Regions from separate parts of the Mus musculus genome. Here all the other regions are linked to region 6. The links are chromatin contacts, called in public HiCAR-type, HiChIP or PLAC-seq and promoter capture Hi-C maps. All regions are on one chromosome and are shown on one strand. Each heading gives the region's core, a stretch centred on a gene start, on an enhancer-like site or on the middle of the called end of the contact. The rest is flanking DNA. Distances are from core to core; before and after follow the strand shown. Region 1 overlaps Klhl31 (kelch-like 31). Region 2 holds the start of Mlip (muscular LMNA-interacting protein). Region 3 holds the start of 5730403I07Rik (RIKEN cDNA 5730403I07 gene). Region 4 holds the start of Lrrc1 (leucine rich repeat containing 1). Region 5 overlaps Lrrc1 (leucine rich repeat containing 1). Region 6 holds the start of Scg3 (secretogranin III). Region 7 overlaps Tinag (tubulointerstitial nephritis antigen).

What was found. Promoter capture Hi-C pulls out the DNA fragments that hold promoters and counts their contacts. HiCAR-type assays count read pairs that join an accessible place to other places. HiChIP or PLAC-seq counts read pairs in DNA pulled down with a chosen protein or histone mark.
Region 1: a promoter capture Hi-C map of hippocampal neurons shows a contact between it and region 6, with 7 times the contacts expected there. The contact joins the enhancer-like site here to the promoter of Scg3 in region 6. A contact is called at or near these places in 3 of 39 promoter capture datasets (cranial neural crest, embryonic stem cells and hippocampal neurons) and 2 of 115 datasets of contacts at active chromatin or transcription factors (astrocytes and forebrain).
Region 2: a contact with region 6 is called in a promoter capture Hi-C map of hippocampal neurons, with 6 times the contacts expected there. The contact joins the promoter of Mlip here to the promoter of Scg3 in region 6. A contact is called at or near these places in 1 of 39 promoter capture datasets (hippocampal neurons), 1 of 484 Hi-C or Micro-C datasets (cortical neurons) and 1 of 115 datasets of contacts at active chromatin or transcription factors (astrocytes).
Region 3: a contact with region 6 is called in an H3K4me3 HiChIP or PLAC-seq map of embryonic forebrain, with 8 times the contacts expected there. The contact joins the promoter of 5730403I07Rik here to the promoter of Scg3 in region 6. A contact is called at or near these places in 8 of 39 promoter capture datasets (the 3T3-L1 cell line, cranial neural crest, embryonic stem cells and 4 more) and 1 of 115 datasets of contacts at active chromatin or transcription factors (embryonic forebrain).
Region 4: a contact with region 6 is called in a HiCAR-type map of astrocytes, with 5 times the contacts expected there. The contact joins the promoter of Lrrc1 here to the promoter of Scg3 in region 6. A contact is called at or near these places in 7 of 39 promoter capture datasets (the 3T3-L1 cell line, cranial neural crest, embryonic stem cells and 3 more) and 4 of 115 datasets of contacts at active chromatin or transcription factors (astrocytes, embryonic forebrain, embryonic midbrain and 1 more).
Region 5: a promoter capture Hi-C map of hippocampal neurons shows a contact between it and region 6, with 5 times the contacts expected there. The contact joins the enhancer-like site here to the promoter of Scg3 in region 6. A contact is called at or near these places in 4 of 39 promoter capture datasets (the 3T3-L1 cell line, frontonasal cranial neural crest, hippocampal neurons and 1 more) and 2 of 115 datasets of contacts at active chromatin or transcription factors (astrocytes and embryonic forebrain).
Region 7: a promoter capture Hi-C map of second pharyngeal arch cranial neural crest shows a contact between it and region 6, with 4 times the contacts expected there. The contact joins the enhancer-like site here to the promoter of Scg3 in region 6. A contact is called at or near these places in 8 of 39 promoter capture datasets (the C10 cell line, cranial neural crest, hippocampal neurons and 4 more).

Annotation. Positions count from the first base shown.
Region 1 is chr9:77,654,219-77,657,052 of GRCm38.p6, reverse strand. It overlaps Klhl31 (kelch-like 31), which reads right to left. Exons shown (of 3, transcript NM_172925.2): 3 at 1-1,926. The coding sequence ends at 1,194. Among named protein-coding and RNA genes, the nearest start is that of Klhl31, 19 kb to the right of the region's middle. Within about 2 kb of position 1,267, at least 158 of the 459 cell types and tissues checked have an H3K27ac peak or open chromatin away from gene starts, as enhancers often do. A contact at or near this core is called in forebrain and hippocampal neurons, where this site is marked.
Region 2 is chr9:77,250,463-77,253,244 of GRCm38.p6, reverse strand. Mlip (muscular LMNA-interacting protein) reads left to right here and starts at 1,393. Exons shown (of 11, transcript NM_001368955.1): 1 at 1,393-1,498. The coding sequence starts at 1,454.
Region 3 is chr9:77,397,999-77,400,932 of GRCm38.p6, reverse strand. It overlaps 5730403I07Rik (RIKEN cDNA 5730403I07 gene), which reads left to right and starts at 1,517. Exons shown (of 4, transcript NR_040378.1): 1 at 1,517-1,666.
Region 4 is chr9:77,543,491-77,546,190 of GRCm38.p6, reverse strand. It overlaps Lrrc1 (leucine rich repeat containing 1), which reads left to right and starts at 1,339. Exons shown (of 14, transcript NM_001146048.1): 1 at 1,339-1,726. The coding sequence starts at 1,568.
Region 5 is chr9:77,442,023-77,444,774 of GRCm38.p6, reverse strand. It overlaps Lrrc1 (leucine rich repeat containing 1), which reads left to right. Exons shown (of 14, transcript NM_001146048.1): 11 at 2,483-2,598. Among named protein-coding and RNA genes, the nearest start is that of 5730403I07Rik, 44 kb to the right of the region's middle. Within about 2 kb of position 1,279, at least 12 of the 459 cell types and tissues checked have an H3K27ac peak or open chromatin away from gene starts, as enhancers often do.
Region 6 is chr9:75,682,688-75,685,581 of GRCm38.p6, reverse strand. Scg3 (secretogranin III) reads left to right here and starts at 1,526. Exons shown (of 12, transcript NM_009130.3): 1 at 1,526-1,947; 2 at 2,592-2,644. The coding sequence starts at 1,857.
Region 7 is chr9:77,031,365-77,034,064 of GRCm38.p6, reverse strand. It overlaps Tinag (tubulointerstitial nephritis antigen), which reads left to right. Exons shown (of 11, transcript NM_012033.3): 2 at 1,576-1,639; 3 at 2,287-2,376. Among named protein-coding and RNA genes, the nearest start is that of Tinag, 13 kb to the left of the region's middle. Within about 2 kb of position 1,379, at least 9 of the 459 cell types and tissues checked have an H3K27ac peak or open chromatin away from gene starts, as enhancers often do. A contact at or near this core is called in second pharyngeal arch cranial neural crest, where this site is marked.

The DNA.
Region 1 (2,834 bases), core at 18-2,517, 2.0 Mb before region 6:
GCTAAGCTGCAGTTAATGATATTCATCCAAGAACATAGTGTGATTTGGTGATTATTCGGGCTAATGTTAGAGGCAATTTGACCATACCTGAGTAAGATAAAGCTGTACCCGATGGTACACGCCTGTAATTCCAGCCTACTGGGGATGCTGAAGCAGGAGGAGCAGCCTGGCAACCTAGTAAAATCCTACTTTAAAATAAGAAAGAGGGCTGTGAGTGGTGGCACACACCTTTAATCCCATCACTCAGGAGGCACTGGGAGTTTGAGGCTAGCCTGGTCTACTTAATGAAACCATGTCTCAAATATTAAAATAAAGCGAAGACTGGATATGTAGTTAGCTCCCGGGTAGAGTACTAGTGTGTACCAGGCCCATCCAGAAAAAAGGAAAAAAAAAAAAAAAAAAAAAAAAGAAAAAAAAAACAACTCTGTCCATATAAGGATTAGAGATACAAGTGGAAATATTTCTAAGAAAAATGCCAAATGATTTGAATTTACACTATAAATTAAATGACAGGAAACTGTTCCTTTTCTGAGAGTAGGATTTTATGTTAGAAAATGGCAGAAGCTTCAAGGACAGAATGAGGGGGTATACACCGTTAACCCCAAACTGCCACCTTGTCGTTTCCTAGGTAGAATGTATAGCTTTCCAGCCACATCCTGTTAAAAGCTTTGTGGCTATGTCATGAGATCTTTTTAAAAGTTCTTTCCAGTCAAGTAGGGACAAAGAATAATTTTCTGTTGAAATATAGAATTAAATCTTTATAGATGTAGACTATTTTCATTTGCAAATGTGAAGTGGGTATTTTCAACTTCCTTCAAAGAAACAGAGAGGAAAATACTCCTTTGGATAGGAAATTGTATAGACGAGTAGGTTTCACGTGTACACCGTGGGAAAATCTCAGCGTGTGTGTAACTGCTATGAATTTAGGAAGCGAGCCTCCTTGCAAGAGTGCCTGTAACAAACTCTAGTGGCCACCCAGTGGCTGCATAATGAAATTGCTTCTTTTGTTGGCTACAGCCCTTTATTATTTTTTTTTTTTTGGAGGGAAAGACTGAGGTAGATGGTGCTAAACTAAGAATTTAAAGCGGTCCAGGCACTCCTCTGGATCGATTTGAACCACCGTCACTGTAGTAAATGGTGTATATTTTCCTGGTGGCCCACTCACAGTTTGACCACATTGGGAAGCAATGCGTTCAGATACTGACCGGCACGGAGGACACCGAGCTGGCCCGTGACTCTCGGGACACGCTGTTGGGCATGGCCAGCGTGCAGCAGGACACGCCCACGGTGGCCTCGGGCAGCTCGTCGTCCTCCGTCCACTCGTTGAGCTCGGGGTTGAAGCACTGGATGCATTTCTTGTACTTCTTCTCGCCCTCGTTCCAGCCGCCCAGCAGGTAGGCTCGCCCGTGCAGCGCCGAGACACCCGCCGTGCTCACGCCCACGGGCAGCGGCGCCACGAAGCTCCACTGGCGCGCTGCGGGACTGAAGCTCTCCACCGTGAGCACGTCCACGCGCTCCCCGCGCGGCCCCAGCTGGCTGCCCCCCATCACGTACAGCCTGTCGCCCAGCGCCACCGCGCAGTGCCAGCCTCGGGGCGTGCTCAGCTGGGGCAGCTCCTGCCACGCGTCGAGCGCGGGGTCGTAGGCGCACACGGAGCGCGAGTACGCACTGCCGATGTAGCCGCCGGTCACGATCACGCGGCCGTCGGCCACGGCGCTGGCGTGGCAGCAGCGCGCCACCTCGAGCGGCGCTTTGGGCTGCCATTGGTTGGTGGAGGGCACGTAGCACTCCAGCGAAGCCAGGCTGCCCTCGGAGTTACGGCCGCCCACCGCGTACAGCAGCCCGTTGAACACGCTCAGGCTGAAGTGCGTGCGCTTCTGGTTCATGCTGCCCAAGTGAATCCAGGTGTTGAAGCGGGGATCGTACCTGAGATGAGAGAACCGTTGTTGCAGAAGAGGGAATCGTGATCTTGTCCCCACCTCCTGCAGGGAAGAGCCCCAATTCAGCCCCGCCTCTAACTTCCCCACCCTGCTACAGGTAGGGTTCTGCCTCCCCCCACCCCACCCCGTCTCATTTAGAAAAAAAAAAGGGGGATACTCCCCTCTCTCCCCATTCAGAAGATAGTTCCTTTAGCTATACCCTCAAACAACCAAACCAAATAACAAGAAGATCCCACCGAAATCTCTTCGCTCTTACAATTCCCCCCACCCCGTTCTGTCCCCGGATTTAATGGGCCACAGGAGAGGAACTGGGCGTAAGAGGGAACCTGTACATTAAAGGCAATTCCCTAGTCATCTTAATTTCTGACTCCGTCCTGTAAACAAAAATAGCAATGATACTTGTCCTGTTTTTTGGTTTTTTTGTTTTTTGTTTTTTTACTTTCTTAGTTTGTGCCTATCCTATTATTTTATGTGATATTATCTTATTAAATGTATAAAAATGTTAAATTAAAAAAAGGTAATTCTACTCATTTTTCAGACACCAATATCCCTAGCTCTTAATAGGCATTGCCTGATTAGATTTCTTCTCTTAAAAGGTTCTCACTGGCCTTGGCCATTCATTGCACTGCTAGAAAGCTAAGCCACACCTCTGAACCTGTTAGAGAGAGACCAATGGAATTATGTGGAAAAGCGTCAACAAAGGATGGATCTCTCTTAATAGTTTCCTACTGGTAAAAGTTCCAGTTTATAGATTTATTTTATTTTATTTTTATTTATTTTTATTGCTGTAATATTTTCCACATATAAAGGTTTTTTTGTTTTTGTTTGTTTGTTTGTTTGTTTTCAAAGAAAACTAGCTTGAGTATTAAATGTCAAGAAACCCAGCTGAATTCG
Region 2 (2,782 bases), core at 144-2,643, 1.6 Mb before region 6:
GAAGCTTGTTGAAAGTGCAGGTGTGGAGAATCCACTGCTGAACTTCTCAAGCAGAAACTACAGTTCTAAAGGTGCTGCCAATGGCGGATCATGCAGTGACATTTAAGAACTATAGGATGGGTGATGGGCGATCTTTAAAACTCTCTTCTCTTTGTATCTCTGTTATTTATATGACAGATTTATGTATATTCTCAGAAAGAATGAAAGGTTCTTGGCATCAGATATACATAACCATGAGTGTAGATGTCAGAAGATATCTCTTACTGATGTAACAGCACATACATTTAGAAATTTGGCCCTTTCCTGGGGCAAGATGTACTAGTGTTATTTGCAATAGTTTCCCTGCTTCTTAATAGAATCACTGTGAGTCATTATTGCGCTCATGATTGTCCTAAGTTCAAGCTCTTGACAATGTTGAAAATATTAAATGCTGTAACTGTACGTGAAATAAAACCTTCACTTTTGCATAGCATTCAGTATATAGCCAGCTCCCTCCACATTACATCTTCCAGTGCTTATGCACAAATATAGATTGCATAGGTTTGTAGAAAAAAATCAATGCTTAGAGAATAGGAATACTGAATAAATCAATCTCGTGAGAAATATTTGTGACTTGTTTATAGGTAGGCAGGGCAGTCACTATCTTCCAGCAACAGTGGAAGGGAATTTTGTTTTGACAGCTATTTGGTAACAAGATCTCTTTTAGAGCTACTTTTGTTTAACAGCAGAACTTGAGTCACTCGGATGCTCCAATATCATTGACTGCCGTTCACACGCCAAGGACTTGTCACTGAAATGACTGGCTTTCCAAAATGATCACTGTGTTTTCCAGTTCTTTATTTAGACGCTGTGTTTGCATGTGTTTGTGCATCTGAATGTTCTCTGCGAGCGTGGTCAACCAATCACTGAAACTGGCAGATGCCAGGGCCCTTCAATCAGCTTCTCATTGCTGTCCAATCTGGCTTCTCCCTTCCTTTCAGGGAATACATAATTGGACTGCAAGCCTGAAAGGAAAAGAGGGCAAACACATAGAGGTAGCAATTTTTCACTTCCACTGATCCCATTTTAGCAGTCAGTGTGACCTCTCGTGAAGTTCCAAAAGTAAAAATTGTCAAAACAAACCCTTTGGAGCTGAAAAATACTCAACTCGGAGAAGCATCTGTTCTGTGTTCTTTTAGATTCCTCCTCCCCCGCAACCGTGTGTGTGTGTGTGTGTGTGTGTGTGTGTGTGTGTGTGTGTGCGCGCGTGTGTGCGTGTGCATATGGGTGCATGCGTATGTGCTTGCGTGTGTGTGTGTGTGTGTGTGTGTGTGTGTGTGTGTGTGTGTGTGTGTGTAGGCGATTGCGTGCGTGTGCCTGTGTTGTTTTAGTAACAGGCTCTCTTTCCACCTCAGTCATTGGTTTGCTTTCAGAGCAGGGGCTTCTGAGTGCCTGCAGGAACAATTACTTCCAAATGACCTCCTGCATCTTAGCGGGGAGCCTTGAGACCACACCCAAGGTAAAGAGAAGTCTTTGCTTAATGCTTTCAGTAACTTTTAAAGACACCCAGTTCTGGTATATGCCGGAGGGTGTGAGGGCGAGCTACCCGGGAGCTGATAAATTTGTCTGTGTTGTTGAAATGAGATGGTATCTATAGTCAGAGAAACGGGCAACTGATAAAGACAAAACTGCTTGTTGGGCAAAGAAAAAGCCAAGGATTGCGCTTGGCATAGAGTTAATGTTTGAATGCTTGTGATGTCTTTTCTTAGTAAGAGGCTATTGGTCCTCTGTGCTGCGGGTGCCAACACGGTGGTGTGTTTGGGGGGCACTTTTAGGGAAATAGAAGAAAGAATAGCACACAGCCTGAAGCTGAGCAAAGGAGCTTACAGCCTGCGAGGCACTGGGGAAAACACCTCTCATGTTATAGCCTGTGCCACCGGTGAGAAGGGGTCAGTCTGACAAAAGGGGTATCTCAAGCCACTATTTTAATCCACTTAGTTCTTATTTCTGTTATTAAAATAGTTTCCCGAAGATCAGATGTTTAAATGGCATTGGCAGCTGAAAGTGTTAATTGCCAATTAAGAAGCGAATGCCATTAACTTGCATCCGCTTCCGCTTTGTGGGAAAATGATTTTTTTTTTTTGTCTCCATAGCGATTCATTTTGGGGCTCTGTTAGATCTGCCACACAGTGTGCAGTAAATGGTAAATGGCTTTCTTCTTCTTCTTCTTCTTCTTCTTCTTCTTCTTCTTCTTCTTCTTCTTCTTCTTCTTCTTCTTCTTCTTCTTCTTCTTCTTCTTCTTTTTTTTTTTCTGAGCAAGGGATTCATCAGTCTACAGGCTAACATAGATCTTCAGAATATTCCACAGTGTGGCTAGTGTAGCTTCAAATCCCATTCCATCAAAAGGTCCTTTCAAGTGAACCTTAGGTTTCTGGTAAGACACAATACAGGTGCTAGATAAACACAGTGAAAGACCTGGGTGCTAATTTTGTAGTACTTTCTTGAAAGTTAATATCAAAGGGTTGCCCTTTTCCTGATGTTCTGGAATATGCATATAAGGACAGGAATCAATCCCTGAGTTTATTTCTACTCAGTAGTAACTCAGTGAGGTAAGCCTTTAATCTTTAGATTACATATAACATATATCACATATCACACACATATATCTATATGTAATAAGTAAATATTATATATAATGTATTTGTTCAACTAAAATAAGGAAGTAGAATTGCTTCCCTACATTGATGACGATATTTCACTTAGGGAGGGCATTGAAGTTCCTGTGGGCAGAGTGTAGCCATAA
Region 3 (2,934 bases), core at 268-2,767, 1.7 Mb before region 6:
CCAATAGCTGACTGTGAGCATCTACTTTTGTGTTTGCTAGGTCCCGGCATTGTCTCACAAGAGACAGCTCTATCTGGGTCCTTTCAGCAAAATCTTGCTAGTGTATGCAATGGTGTCAGCGTTTGGAAGCTGATTATGGGATGGATCCCTGGATATGGTCCATCCTTTCTTCACAGCTCCAAACTTTATCTCTGTAACTCTTTCCATGGGTGTTTTGTTCCCAATTCTATGAAGGGGCACAGTGTCCACACTTTGGTCTTCGTTCTTCTTGAGTTTCATGCGTTTAGCAAATTGTATCTTATATCTTGGGTGTCCTAAGTTTCTGGGCTAATATCCACTTATCAGTGAGTACATATTGTGTGAGTTCCTTTGTGATTGTGTTACCTCACTCAGGATGATGCCCTCCAGGTCCATCCATTTACCTAGGAATTTCATAAATTCATTCCTTTTAATAGCTGAGTAGTACTCCATTGTGTAAATGTACCACATTTTCTGTATCCATTCCTCTGCTGAGGGGCATCTGGGTTCTTTCCAGCTTCTGGCTATTATAAGGTCACTGAGCTTTTTTTTTTTTTTTAATAATTTCTTTATTATTGTACACTGTAGCTGTCTTCAGACGCACCAGAAGAGGGCGTCAGATCTCATTCCAGGTGGTTGTGAGCCACCATGTGGTTGCTGGGATTTGAACTCAGGACCTTTGGTAGAGCAATCAGTGCTTTGACCCGCTGAGCCATCTCGACAGCCCAGGTCACTGAGCTTTTAAGGGAAGAGGTTTGACATAGATGTCTCATTTAAAGCCGAGAATTCAACAGGTATTCATTCTCTGCATGTTGACTGGTTGTGGGTCTCTGTCTTAATCACCAGCTATGCCTAAACTAAGCCTCTTTGGTGGGCATTGAGAACTACATTAATCTGTGGGTATAAGATAAGAATTTAGGGAAGCGCAATTTATGACTTTGTCTATTTAACAGAGTGACTCTCAACTTTCGTAATGCTTTGAACCTTTAATACAGTTCTTCATGTTGACCCTGCCCCCCACACCATAAAAATTTTCATTGCTACTCTATAACTGTAGCTTTGCTATTGTTGTGAATTGTAACGTAAATATCTGATATGCAGGATGGTCTTAGATGACCACCATGAAAGGGTTGTATAGCCTGTGGAGTCTTGGAGGGAGGTGCTGTCCCTTCAGTGGTCTCAGAGATACTCTTAGTGTCTCGATAACCTAAAATAAAATCTTAGGAATTTTATAAATATAACCCAATGATTTAGTGTCTAGTAAGAAAGTTTTCTGAAAGATGGTCTGAAAGTTTTCAGAACGATTATTTTTGAAATGACCATGTTACACTTTCTCAGAGTCGGTGGCCTTTGCATGTCTAAGTTCCTCTTAGCAGTGTCAGCAGCTGGGCCTTGCTTCAGGAGCAAATAGGGATGCTATTGTGGGTGAAACCAGTCACCTGGTCCTACCTTGCCTCCCACGACCTGGGGACAGGGCTTGTGAAATCTCCTAAGAGCTGTGACACAGGAGATCCCCAGAGGAGCTCATTACCTGGAAAGGGAACTTCACGGTGGTTTTTGCACAAACTCAGATCAGCTAATGAAAAGCGGAAGGAAGAGTCAGTCAGCCAAGAACAAGAAGACGGGAGACAGAGCACCTGCGGGAGACGTAAGAAAAGATTTCCTTTAAAATAGGTCTTAAAGATAAATAGCCACAGGCATTTCTCTCTGTGGCTATATACTTCAGCAACTATAAAGAAATATCCTGCTAGTTTGGGCTTTTAGAAAATGTGCGCGCGGATAGCCGTGTCACCTGGCCACCTTGCTGAGTTTCCCCCATTAGGCTCTCTCAGCCTCTCAATACAGGTCCCCTTTGTGTGATGATGGCCTGTTGCCATGGTACCACTAAGCCAGCTTTCCTGAAGATGGACCTGCTAATAGGCTTTTCTGTTCTCAATTTCAGGAAGGGAGTGGAGAGAGGGAAGGAAATCTAATCATTCCAATTTATCTAATGAGTTCCTTGAAGGACTGTGAAAGATTGGCTATTTGTACATCGAGGTGTTGAGACAATTCCCTAATATATATTGTGCTCAAACATTTTTTTAATTGAAAAAAAATGTTCACTTTGAACTTTCCAATCTGTGTTGTCATACTGCAGTTTGTTTTATGAGATGTCAACTTTTTTTTTTTTTTTTTTTTTAACCACGAACGCTGCCTTGTAGGCTGGACTTAAGTCACTTAAAATTACATTTAGTGTGTGTGTGTGTGTGTGTGTGTGTGTGTGTGTGTGTGTGTGTGTGTGTGTGTGTTGTGTGCACACTTAACCATGGTGGGATCATGGAGGGCAGTTTTGGAGTCAATTCTTTTCTTCCACCATTTGGTTCCAGAGGATTGAATTCAGGTGGGCAGGCTTGGTGCAAACACCTCACCTGTCCCACATTTACCTGCCTATTGGGTGGAGTATGGTCTGCAGATGCAGCATTGTGCCTTACAGAGCATCACATTAGAGTGAAAGAAGGCTTTTTACAAAGAAAGGTGCTCTCTTCTCATTAGTGTAAGATGCTTTGCGTGTCTCAACTCCTTGAAGGATTGATTGGTGACCATCCTGGTTATTACTCTCAGCGTTGCTTAGCTTTTAAAACTGGTTTGCTGGTAATTTTAGTAGAGTGCTTATTATTTTAATAAATAGGAGATAAAAAAAACCTTAAGAGTAAGGACCACCTCACTAGTTACTTTCTTTATTATATAAATTTTATTATTTAATTAAAGTTTAAAAGTCAGATTGATTAAGATTAATTAATTTAAAAAATATATATGTATATGTATATGTATATGTATATATATGTGTGTGTGTGTGTGTGTGTATTTATATTTACCCTCCCCATCTCTAGTCTAAATGTAAAGCAACGATATTTAAGTCGATAGTGGACTTTAGCT
Region 4 (2,700 bases), core at 90-2,589, 1.9 Mb before region 6:
AGGCACCAAGTCAGGTTAAAAAGTGAAGTCAGCATAGTGGCAGGAATTAGGTACTGGCTGTAACCATCAAGTCTAGGTGATAATCCTGAGGTAAAAACAGGTCAAATTTCCTCCTTCATCAATCAAGACAAGAGATCCTCCTGATAGAGACGAAACCTTTATGTATCTCTCCCCCTCTCCCCCTGGGCAAGTGCCCTGTGCAGTTAAAAATACTGAAGAGACAATGAAAAAAAGTTTCAGAGCAAACTCTGCCTTGGTTACTAAGCAAGCTCAATTTTCAATCTTCTGCATATTGTGATGTTGGTGACTCCAGATTTGAGCTGAGGGAGCATAAGGCTTCCTTTGCTGGGTGGGGAGTCAGAGAAGACTCTTAAAACAGTCTATTAGCTATTGTATTTGGCCTAAAACGGAGTCATCAACTGTTCATGTGGAGTGAGTTTGGTTAGTTTGTATCGTTGACTCTGAAAACAGAAGAAAAGGGGTTCAAATGTCTGGCTGTGGTAACGGGAACCTCTGAGGAGCAAAGGAAGAAATTTGGGGCTCCCCGCCCCAAACTACAGCGTGGGTTGCAATCTCCCCTTTGTAAGACGCAGGGTGCTGTTGAAGAAATACAGGAGCCAGCTATTGGAGGTTCATCTGCCTTCCTGCACCAGTGCTTTCTGTACCTCAGCCCAGGTTAGCCCCCAAAGCACATCTGGCTAAGGTGGAGCTAATGCTGAAGCGCACCTTTGCCATCTCCTTTCTTCTCGGAGCATCTTTTAGAAGATTTTTGAAGACGGACATCCATGCTTTTGTTGGCACCAGGAAGTTGGTGACACGTACATCTCAGATAAGTCCTGCTCACCAAAGATGCTCTCAGGTCGTAGGGCCTGCCAGCGAGTGTGCGCAGACACAGGGCACAAACGGGGGTTAGGAGGAGGGGGTGTCGGAAAGCCAGAACCGACTCCTTCATTACCCCGCGCTCAAGGTACTCGGCGGGGCGGTACTTCCTGACCCCGGAAGAGAAAGTTGTTTTGGGGAAGGGGAGCAAGAAAAAAAAAAGCACGGTGAGTAAAATGAAAACTCCGAAGTTGTTCTGCTCCTTCTGGCCTTCGGTCCCTGCCCTCCTTAGGAGCTTTTTGGGGCGCGGCTCCCTCCAGAATCGCACACTGTGCGACTCCCCGCGGAGGAGAGGACCGCAGGAGCACCGTCTCCCGACCCTCCCGGGAGCCGGGTCTCCAGGAAAACCCGGAGCGGAGCATCCCCGGCCGGGACACGCCCTCTGCGTGCCGCCGAGTGCGCATGCCCAGTGCGCGGCGGCCGCGAGTAGGAAGCGGAGCGCGGCGGAGGGGGCGGTGGGAGGGGACGCTCGCGACTGTGGCGAAGGCGCGGGACGCGGCGAGGGTTCCCGCGGCTTCCTCAGAACGTTCGGGACGGTGGAGTCCTTGCGAGGCGCGAGCGAGCTTGGAGCCAGCAACGAGCTTGGAGCGGGCGGCGGGCGGGGAGCAGCGGGGCGGCCGGGCGGAGCGGGCTCCGAGCCCCGGGCTCCGCGGCTCGGCGGGACACGGCTCTGGTGGTGGAGGCGGCGATGTTCCACTGCATTCCCCTGTGGCGGTGCAACCGTCATGTGGAGGCCATCGACAAGCGCCACTGCTCGCTGGTCTACGTCCCCGAGGAGATCTACCGCTATGCCCGCAGCCTGGAGGAGCTGCTGCTGGACGCCAACCAGCTCCGGGAGCTCCCCGAGGTGAGTGCCCGCCTCACCTGGCGCGGTGGCCGGGTCCGTGCGCTCCTCCGCTGACTGCTTCGCTCTGGGAGACTCTGGCCAGCGGGGTCCCACTACTGCCCTCAGCCCTCCCTGTGCCCCCCTCCCCTGCTTCCCGATTAAACCCATCCTCCAATAAAAGTTGTTTTTCATTTATACCGAAAGACTTGGTATTTAACAAGTAGTTACATGGCTAGTGGAGAAACGTTCTGGTCCACTAAGTGGCTTAGATCCACGTCTGGGAACTAATGCCGGTTAGGTGAGAAGCCAGGTAGCTCACACTGTTCCCAGCTGGGGGCGACCATGCGCCCCATCACGCCCCGGGGCGATCGGCTAGCAGCCAATTCTCCAGCTAGTGGCTTGGAGCTCCTCATTTTGGGCTAACGCAGGTCCCAGAGGATGTGGGGACCCAGCAGCGCGAAAGTAAGCTTTAGTATATCTTGGCATCTGTAAGGAATGTGCTCCGGGCCTTATCTCTGTGGGCTATGCCCTGGAGAGATGGCGCTTGGTCCGCTTCGGTAGCCCCGTGGCCGCATTGGGGTGCTGGGCAGGAGGAGAACTGCTGCAGGTGCCCAGGTTCCCGCCGCTGGTGCACTGCGTGCGTGGACCTGTTGCGTGGTTGGAACTGCGATGAACGTGTGTAGTGGCTCCCGCTGCGAGTCAGCCCTGCTTGCTGCCTTTCCGCCACCACAGAGCTTGCTTGGGTCTGTCCTATCACTAATGCCATATCTTTTCAGAGTTGTTTATGAAAATTAATCATCTGCCGCACCGAACTTGGCCTGTGACAGATACTGATTGTGCTTCTAGGCCCTGCTGGGGTTAGACGCTGAACTTTTAACCCTTGAATTTGCCTCGGGATTCTAGCTTTAACTGTTAAGGAGGACGCATCCTTTACCCAGGTGTAAGGAGGAAGTAAGCCAGTGGCAATCCAGAGGTGCAGGAAATGGAAGTCCGCT
Region 5 (2,752 bases), core at 30-2,529, 1.8 Mb before region 6:
CAGACAACATAAACATTGGCTATCAGGAGGCTGCCAGCTCTGACAGCCCAGAATGTAAGAGGCTGGTGCACACTGTTGCCTTCCACTGCTTGAGGAAAGAGAAAGTGAGGGGAGATGAGGTTATAACCCCAGCAGCTAACATACAAACCCCAGCGCACATTTATGCTGTTCTCATTGAGTACTTAGGAATATTAACTTGTTCTCATTTTTAGGGCCCTCTGGCCTACTTTAATTAAGCAATTTTTAAACCATGTAATATATGCATAGGATACAATTGGAAAATATTGACGTAGTATAGCTTGGGGTCTCCACACACGTATTGTATGGGGGGGCTGAGATGGGACACTGTCAGGCAAGATGCCCATCTCATAGTCACAGGGCAGTATCCACTCAGTAAGCCTTCTTGGGGAGTTACATAGTCTGTCCATGAGATGACTATGTAAGTAACTGATATTGCCTGTTTTGCCTCCTTTGGATATGGATAAAGCTTGCCTTTTCAAAGTTAGTCGGAGGTGTGACTGCTGAGTTCAGCCCTAAACGACAGACCTTAATACAGATCCATAGTTCACACTGCACTCAGGTCCGATAGAGATGCCGGCTCCTGGGTGGGTTGGGAATGGTGTTCTGTGAGACTTCCCACGAGGAGATCTTTGTCAGGACCACCTAAGCTTTTCAGAGACAATGATGTCAGACCTCAGAAGCATGGGGCTTTGATCCCTTCCCGTGATGTTCCTGGACTAAGCAGTGCCAAGCCAGGTGGGCTACAGTAGTATCCCTCTTTCATGGCACTGCATTGGGTTCTCAGTTTTGAAAACTCAAGAAACCACTCTTGTTATTCCTGCTAGAGCAAAGAAGAGTTTTACTATCTTTACATCTATCCAGAAGTGGATAGCTCCCACACAGAATCTTTCCTAAGCAAGGAGGTGACTTGTGTGAACATACTTGAGCTATTTGGTAGGTAGTGCATAGGCAGTGGATGACGGGTATATGAGAAAGGTAGTACTCTGGTCAAGTATTCTAACTGCATGTATATGTGTACAGTAATCTGGTCAAGTGATCTTGAGACTTTTGAGAGAAATTTTGTCATGTTAGAGTGATAGTCCATAATATGAAAGAAATGTAGAGGGTAGTTTATTGTAATGACCAGAACGTTCTGGAAAACTGGAGGGACTGAAGGACATTCAGCCAATTTGGATTACTGGTAAGATCGCTTTATACCAGAAAGGTATTTCTGTAAGAAGTGATCATCTAAATATATAGCGAATAAACTAGTTTTACTGGAATGACAAGCTTGAGTCTGAGACCTGAAAGGGATAGCCCTGCCTTTCTATGCACCAGGGTGCTCTCTGTGTGACAAGAGACAGTCATAAATCTGTGTTTTATAATGTTAGTAGGTTTACATCTGTTGTGTTTGAACTCTGCAGTTAAATATATTAATTTGCAATCCTGATATTCTTAGAAGAATTAAAAGGATTATGCATGAAATTAACTAGCAATTTTTAAAGACGCATTCTCTTCTCTTAGAGTGATATACATTCATTCATTCAGAGAGTTGAGGATTCAGGAATCTTCCTCTAGTGAGAGGCCCTAAGGTAGTAATTTTCCATGTGTCAGAGGGAAATCAATAGGCCCTTCATGAGCTCGCTCTCCTCAGGAAGGCAAAGGCTGGAAGAATGCAGCGCTTTATGGAGTCTTGGAGGAGGTTGTGTGTGAGATCAAGTTATTTTTCCTCCCCTTTGGTTCAGTTTTTCTGACTCAAATAATCATGGCCTCTTTGTTCAGGCAAGGCTCGAGCCAGTTTGTCTTGAGGACCACACATTGAACATTCAGCTACCCTTGAATAGATTCGGACTTGGACGTAGCTGTCAGTTTACTGCAGTTGTTGAGCTAACAGCAGGCCATGACTGAGACAAATGTATATATTTGCCAGAGCCACTTCTTGCTAAGATGTTAGTGCTTTCGCATTCCTCAAGGGAAAACAATTTTACCAAATTAATTTATGAGTGACCAAAAGCTATCAAAGTGTATTTAGTGACAATTCATACCTATCAGCTCCCTCCTCCCCTTTCTCAACCCTGGAATATTGAAAATATTGGAGTTTATAGGGCAGGCCTTGAGCTGTGTATCGGTGCTAATGTTACCTCTAGCGTAATGTTTGGAAGCGGAATTGTTTAATTCCCTTCTGATTAAGTGATGCTGCCTGACCGCGTGTTGTTAGTTAACATTTCACCAGTGCCTGTGCTAGGCATCATCCGTAAAAAGGCACATCATTCACCACGCCAGTTTGAACTGTATTACTTATTTTTTTTATTCAGTTTAGAACATGTTTAATGCTTTGTATCATCTATAGTAATCATTTATGACCATCGGTGAAGTTTAAACATCATATGCTTCTTCATGCCTCTGACCTGCTTTCCCACCCCGACACACGCCCCCTGCTTAAAATGGAGAAAAGAAAAGACGCCTCTCTTTCTCGCTGTAGATTGGCGGGTGCTGCAGCCTCACCATGTTCTGCATCCGGGACAACAGACTGACTCGGTTACCTGCAGAGGTGTCACAGGCCGTGGAACTTCATGTCCTCGACGTGGCAGGGAACAGGTAAGGCAGGGGGAGCTGTGCCTCTCAGCAGCTGCAGCTCAGCCACACCTTTCTAAGGACTACACTGCCTTACTGAACAACCACAGGGTTAGAGAATCCTGCATGGGGACCAAACTGCTACAGCCAGGTGGAACTGAGGCAGCACACCCTGGGC
Region 6 (2,894 bases), core at 277-2,776:
AATTTCCCTTAGCACAGATGTGATTTTAAAATATGACCCAATTTTTTTAAATTTTTAAACACAATCTTAATAATTATATGGATGTGTGTCTGTGTTGGGGTATGTGCACATGTGTTGCTCACAGAGGCCAGAAGAGGATTGGAGCTGCAATTACAAACAGTTGTGAGCTACATTTATGTAGGTTCTGGGTCCTCTGCAAACCCAATGAACCATTGCTCTAGCCCATGAGTTAATTTTTAAGACTGCAGCATACCAGGATAATGATACTGTGCTACCCACCATTGAGAAAGATCTATTCGTTTTGAAGTAACTGCTAGATTTGAAGTACTCTGTAACAGATTTTAATGTATCAATTTTTAAAAAAGATTCACATGGAAACAAAAGGACTTTTAGATTCTTAACTGAAATACTTGCATGACTATTAAACTCAAAACCTCCAGAAAGGGAAATCTGTTTGTCAGTGGGTTTGTTTGTTTGTTTGTTTTCATGTATTTAAATAAGTAACTTGGTCCATGAGAGGGAGGAGCCAGAAATCAAAGGCCTGATTGTGCTGGATCCTTCTTTGTGGCCATTCTTCAGCTGGGTTCTCAGCAGGCTGCAGTTGAAAGGGAAAGATCCAAGTTCTGCTTAAAAATCAGACTAAAGAGCTTGCTCAGCACCCCGCTCACATTATGCTACTCGCATTCACCACTTAAAAGTCTTTGGATAGTAAATTGTATGCAATGACCTCAGTCTTCCAGGATATTCTCGGATTATAGGAAGCACCCCTCTGACTTGCTTATGAGGAGAGGAGTATTTTTCATGGCTTTCCCTTTTCTTGAAAGACTCTCAGAACATCAAGATCCTCAGGTATAAATTAGACCCGGGGAAGAATGTCACAAAAGCACACTATTTTTCCTACTTGGTTAGAAGAAAGAGAACAAAACTGAATATTTCTGGTGAGGACTCTCGCTCCAAGAGGGACAAACGGGTTGTTTTGTTTTGTTTTGTTTTGTTTCCTTCTCTAACTATGTGAGAGTGAAGTTTTATGCACAATGTATTTGAAATAATATTCGTGCGCTTTCCTAATCAAAAGGCTCCTGTGGAGCTGAGATGCAAGAGCATCAAAAGACTGTCAACACAGATCAATAAAGGCAGGTCTTTATAAGGTTTGATAGAATTATATCTTTTGTTTATAACAGAATTTTGATTATAGTAGAATATAAAGGTATAACAGAATTTTGAGTATAGCAGGAAGGGATTTTGGAGTAGAGACTGCAGAAGAATAACAATCAAAATTAGACAAAGATTACCCATGTCTCCTTGACAAGTTCACGGGTAGAGAGGGCATTTAACCCTTGAGGTACAGCAACCATGCCTATCGTCCAGCAATCCTGCAATCCGGCCCGACTCCGACGTAGAAACATACCCAAGACTGCGGCAAGGAAAATACGCGAGCAAGCCTGTCTCCCCTCCCCCGCTCCGTTCCCGCGGGATTGGAGTAGCGCTGGGTCGCTGACGCCATCCTCACGCCTCTGGTTTGCATGGAGCATGCGCCTCCTCCTCATTTCCTCTCCTGGAGCTAGTGGAGTAAAGCTACGCCCAGGCCCGCGTCCGCTGGCGGCGCAGGAACTTCAGCACCCGCGGGGCGGACAGCGCCTACCGCACCTGCTCACCTGCTCTGGGCGCCAGAAGAGCCTGCATCCTCCTTCCAGCCCGGAGCAACTGCGCCGGAGGCGCCCAGACCCTCTCCCTTCCCGCACCCAGGCTCCTGTCCCTTCCAGCTTCTTAACTCCCCTTCTCATTCATAACAAAAGCTACAGCTCAGGGGCCCAGCGCCAAGCTCTTTCCAGCAAAGCACAGAAGAGCAAGAAAGAATGGGGTTCCTTTGGACCGGCTCTTGGATACTGGTGTTGGTGCTCAACAGCGGCCCAATTCAAGCTTTCCCCAAACCCGAAGGCAGCCAAGGTATGTGGACATTGCTCTGCTTTAGAGTTCTCTTTCATTTGGCCCAGCCAAGATAAAGCTTGATGTGACCCGTGAGCTCTAAATCGCCCTGCCTAGTTTTTCTCAGCAGATCTCGTATCGTGCATATTGACAGAATATACACGGTTTTGACTTCAGAGAACGAAGATGGATTTTTCTTTCTCCTTTACTTTTAAAATAATAGAGCGATAACATGGTCTTATTTTGAAAAGGGGAGCGAGTACCTGTGCTTAAAGTGGCTAGGATTTTTTTTTTTTTTTTTTGCTCATTACACATGCAGGATATGATGATCTCTTTTAATGTACCAGCAATGATAATCCAAATAGTATGTTTCCAATTGAAAAGAGCTAATAAGCTAAGAATTAGAACTATATGTTAAATTTCTGATCAGAAAATAAAAGTGTGATTGCATTTAATTCAGGATATGCAATAATATAATAAGCATACCAACTTTGGAACTCACCATGTATACAATTGATAATCTTTGCTACTATAAATTTTATTTTATAACATTCAGAATTATTTCTCCAAAAAATCTTTTTTCATTGTGTTTTTTATTTTAATAGGAAACATATTTGACCACCCAAATGCACAATTAAATTTATATTTATGTGTATTTATTCTAGACAAATCCCTGCATAATAGAGAATTAAGTGCAGAAAGACCTTTGAATGAACAGGTAGGTCAGATGTAAAATTATAACTCCTATGTTATCTTATTCACTGTTGTCACTTACTGTAGTTTCCTTGTGATATTTTAGCCATTTTACATTTATAAACTCCAAGACATTAATAATAAATTGACAAAAACTAAGATGATAAATCTGGTTCCACTAATTCTGTGTTCTCACAATTAGTGCACTGAGTTCTTATAGCACATGGGCTGAGGCATGATGATAACCCAGTGAGATCAATACTGTAGCCACTCTT
Region 7 (2,700 bases), core at 130-2,629, 1.3 Mb before region 6:
AATGTACAAAGCAGAATGGGAGCCCTTTTATGTGTTAGGTATACTTAACTTCTGATACAAATCTCCAGCCTTAGAATTCTTTATCTGATGGCACTGCCTGATTCTTTATTTCCAGTAATAAATATTACTCATTATGAAATAATATTAAATAATAGGTATGCCTCATTATTAAAACTACCTCCCCTGTGGGTTAAACAATAAACTTAATTTAAAGTTAAATCTCCCCTTTACTTGAGTTTAAGAAGCCTTGTCAGGAGAGCCCAGTCGATCAATGATTATGGGATAGCAAATTTCTATGGAAAAGGAGTGGAGAGATGCAGATGCTTAGAGCTTTAGTTCATTCAACAGAATATCAGTGAAAACTCTCCTATTTTTAAATCAAAGGGTTTTAAATAGGAAGTGGTCTATGACATCGTGACTAGCAGTTGAATCAAATCTCCTAGGGTCTTTTTGAAATGTGTTGATTCCTATCAACATACGGAGATTAGAATTTATTTTGCTAAATTTGGGGCAATTGATATTATAAATCAATAATGTATGTTTGTTTTAAAATGTTCCGGCATACAAAGAGGGCTTTCTTTTGCTAATTCAGCATTGACTTTAAATTTCTGAAAATTATGTTTTTAAAACAGACCTAGTTTGAAACCTGTATATTACTCTCATGATACTTTGCTAACCGTTTCCATATTATCATAATTCACTATCAGCCCCTTTTGGATAATTTGTGTAATCTTATAAACCAATTAAAGCCAACTTCAATAAATAGTTAGAGGCATTTATATCTCTTTTTCTTATCTCTCTTCTTTTAAATATCTCTCATACATATTTTAATCATGTTTTCCCTCCCTCCAGCTTCTCCCACACAGTCTTTACCTCCCTATACATTAACTTGTCTGTCTTTCTTGCTCTCTCTCTCTGTCAAAAAAGCCCCATAAAATAGAAAATCAAAACAAACACAATAAGACAAAAATGTCATAATAACAACAAAACCAAAAAAATGAAACAAAAATCTTACACGCAAACCAGCATGGAGTTCATTTGTGCTGCTATTGAGCATGGCGCCTACCCTAGAGTGTGCTTGATCTACCCCATGCCACTGCATTGTAGAACACTGATTTTCCTTGGTAAGCAGCTATCATTTGCAAATTAGTTTCTTAACTAGGGGTTAGATCCCGTGTTCACTGGCCCTCTCAGTGCTGGTACCCTGTCTGGCTTGAACCTGGGCACTGTCATGATTCCTGTGAATTTATATGTCCTGTTATGTCTGGAAGACACTCGTTTCTTGAGGTCACTCGCAACCTCTGATTCTTATAATCCCTGTGCTGCCTCTTCTTTATAGAGCCCACATTGATTTGTTTTGAGATGTAATGCACACCATAAAAACAAAACCTCCCAGAACAAGCACAAAAGAATTCGATATATAAGCCCTAACACAAACCAGATGGAGACTGCTATCAGATTGGCACTCAGTAGTTTTTCACATTCCATCAACTAATGAAAATCAGAGATGGCATGTCACGCGGCTATGGTTTACTCAGCTCGGAATTCTCATTTGCTTGCATGTCCTGTTATCAGGTTGCTTCAGAGATAGCCAGCATTATGAAGAAGGATCAGTAGTTAAAGAAAACTGCAACTCCTGGTGAGTAACATAAGCGACACAAACCAGGGCTTTTCTGTCTGCATATTTCTCCAGGAATGTGGGAATCTGCTCATTAAAAGCACACACCTAAACACTTCTAGGCAAAAGTTGCATTCCCTAAGACATACATTTTCAGAAGCATGAAAATAATTTTGGATATGTAATTATGTATGTATTTAATGTAAGCTTCCAATTTGATGTTTTTATAGTAAGCCTTCTTCATATAGCAAGTACTCAATAAGCATATTCTAAATTATAAATGTTTTGGTAGGATGCTGACAAATTGTGTTTTTTTGTTTGTTTGTTTTTTAGCACAGTAAGTATACAGGCTGATTAACTTGCATTAACTTGCAAAGAATTTTCAAATACAAGTATATAAAGTTTATATTTTAATTTGTTTTTTTTTTCTAATACTGCAGTGGATTGAAGTCATGTCATATATAGTTACTTTAGAGGACACAAGCACATTGAGCAGCGTGTAATACAGGTTTTATGATTTATTTTCTCCAATAATCAAATATCCATATGGTTAATATTAATCAAGAAATTTGTTCCATGACTTACTTAACAATGCACTACTCTTCTTAGTATTTGGGAAACACACCCTATAAAGGCCAAGGACTTTTGTAACTATTTTATCTTTACAGTACATGTTCAGGACAGCAGTGGAAATGTTCCCAACATGTGTGCCTTGTTCATCCAGAATTAATTGACCACATCAATAAAGGAGACTATGGGTAAGCTGTGTCTTTCAGTATAGGCTTCTTAGCATTCAGACTTACTCAAAAACACACATGTGTGTCGTTTGCTTCTAATATGGTCACTGATTATAAAAACTGACTGGTAGAGAAATATGAAGGGAGATTTTGAGGAACGTGTTTCAGATACACAAGGTGAACATAAAATGATTAAAATGATATGTTTACAGAAAATAAAAACATAGATGTTAGCTTTAGAGTATCTAGGAAAGATTTGTGTCATTGAGTGGTGAGAGAGTGAATGAATCTTCCCTTGCATATGTGGTAGTTAAAAAGACTGATTGATTCTGATCAGTTTCTCCC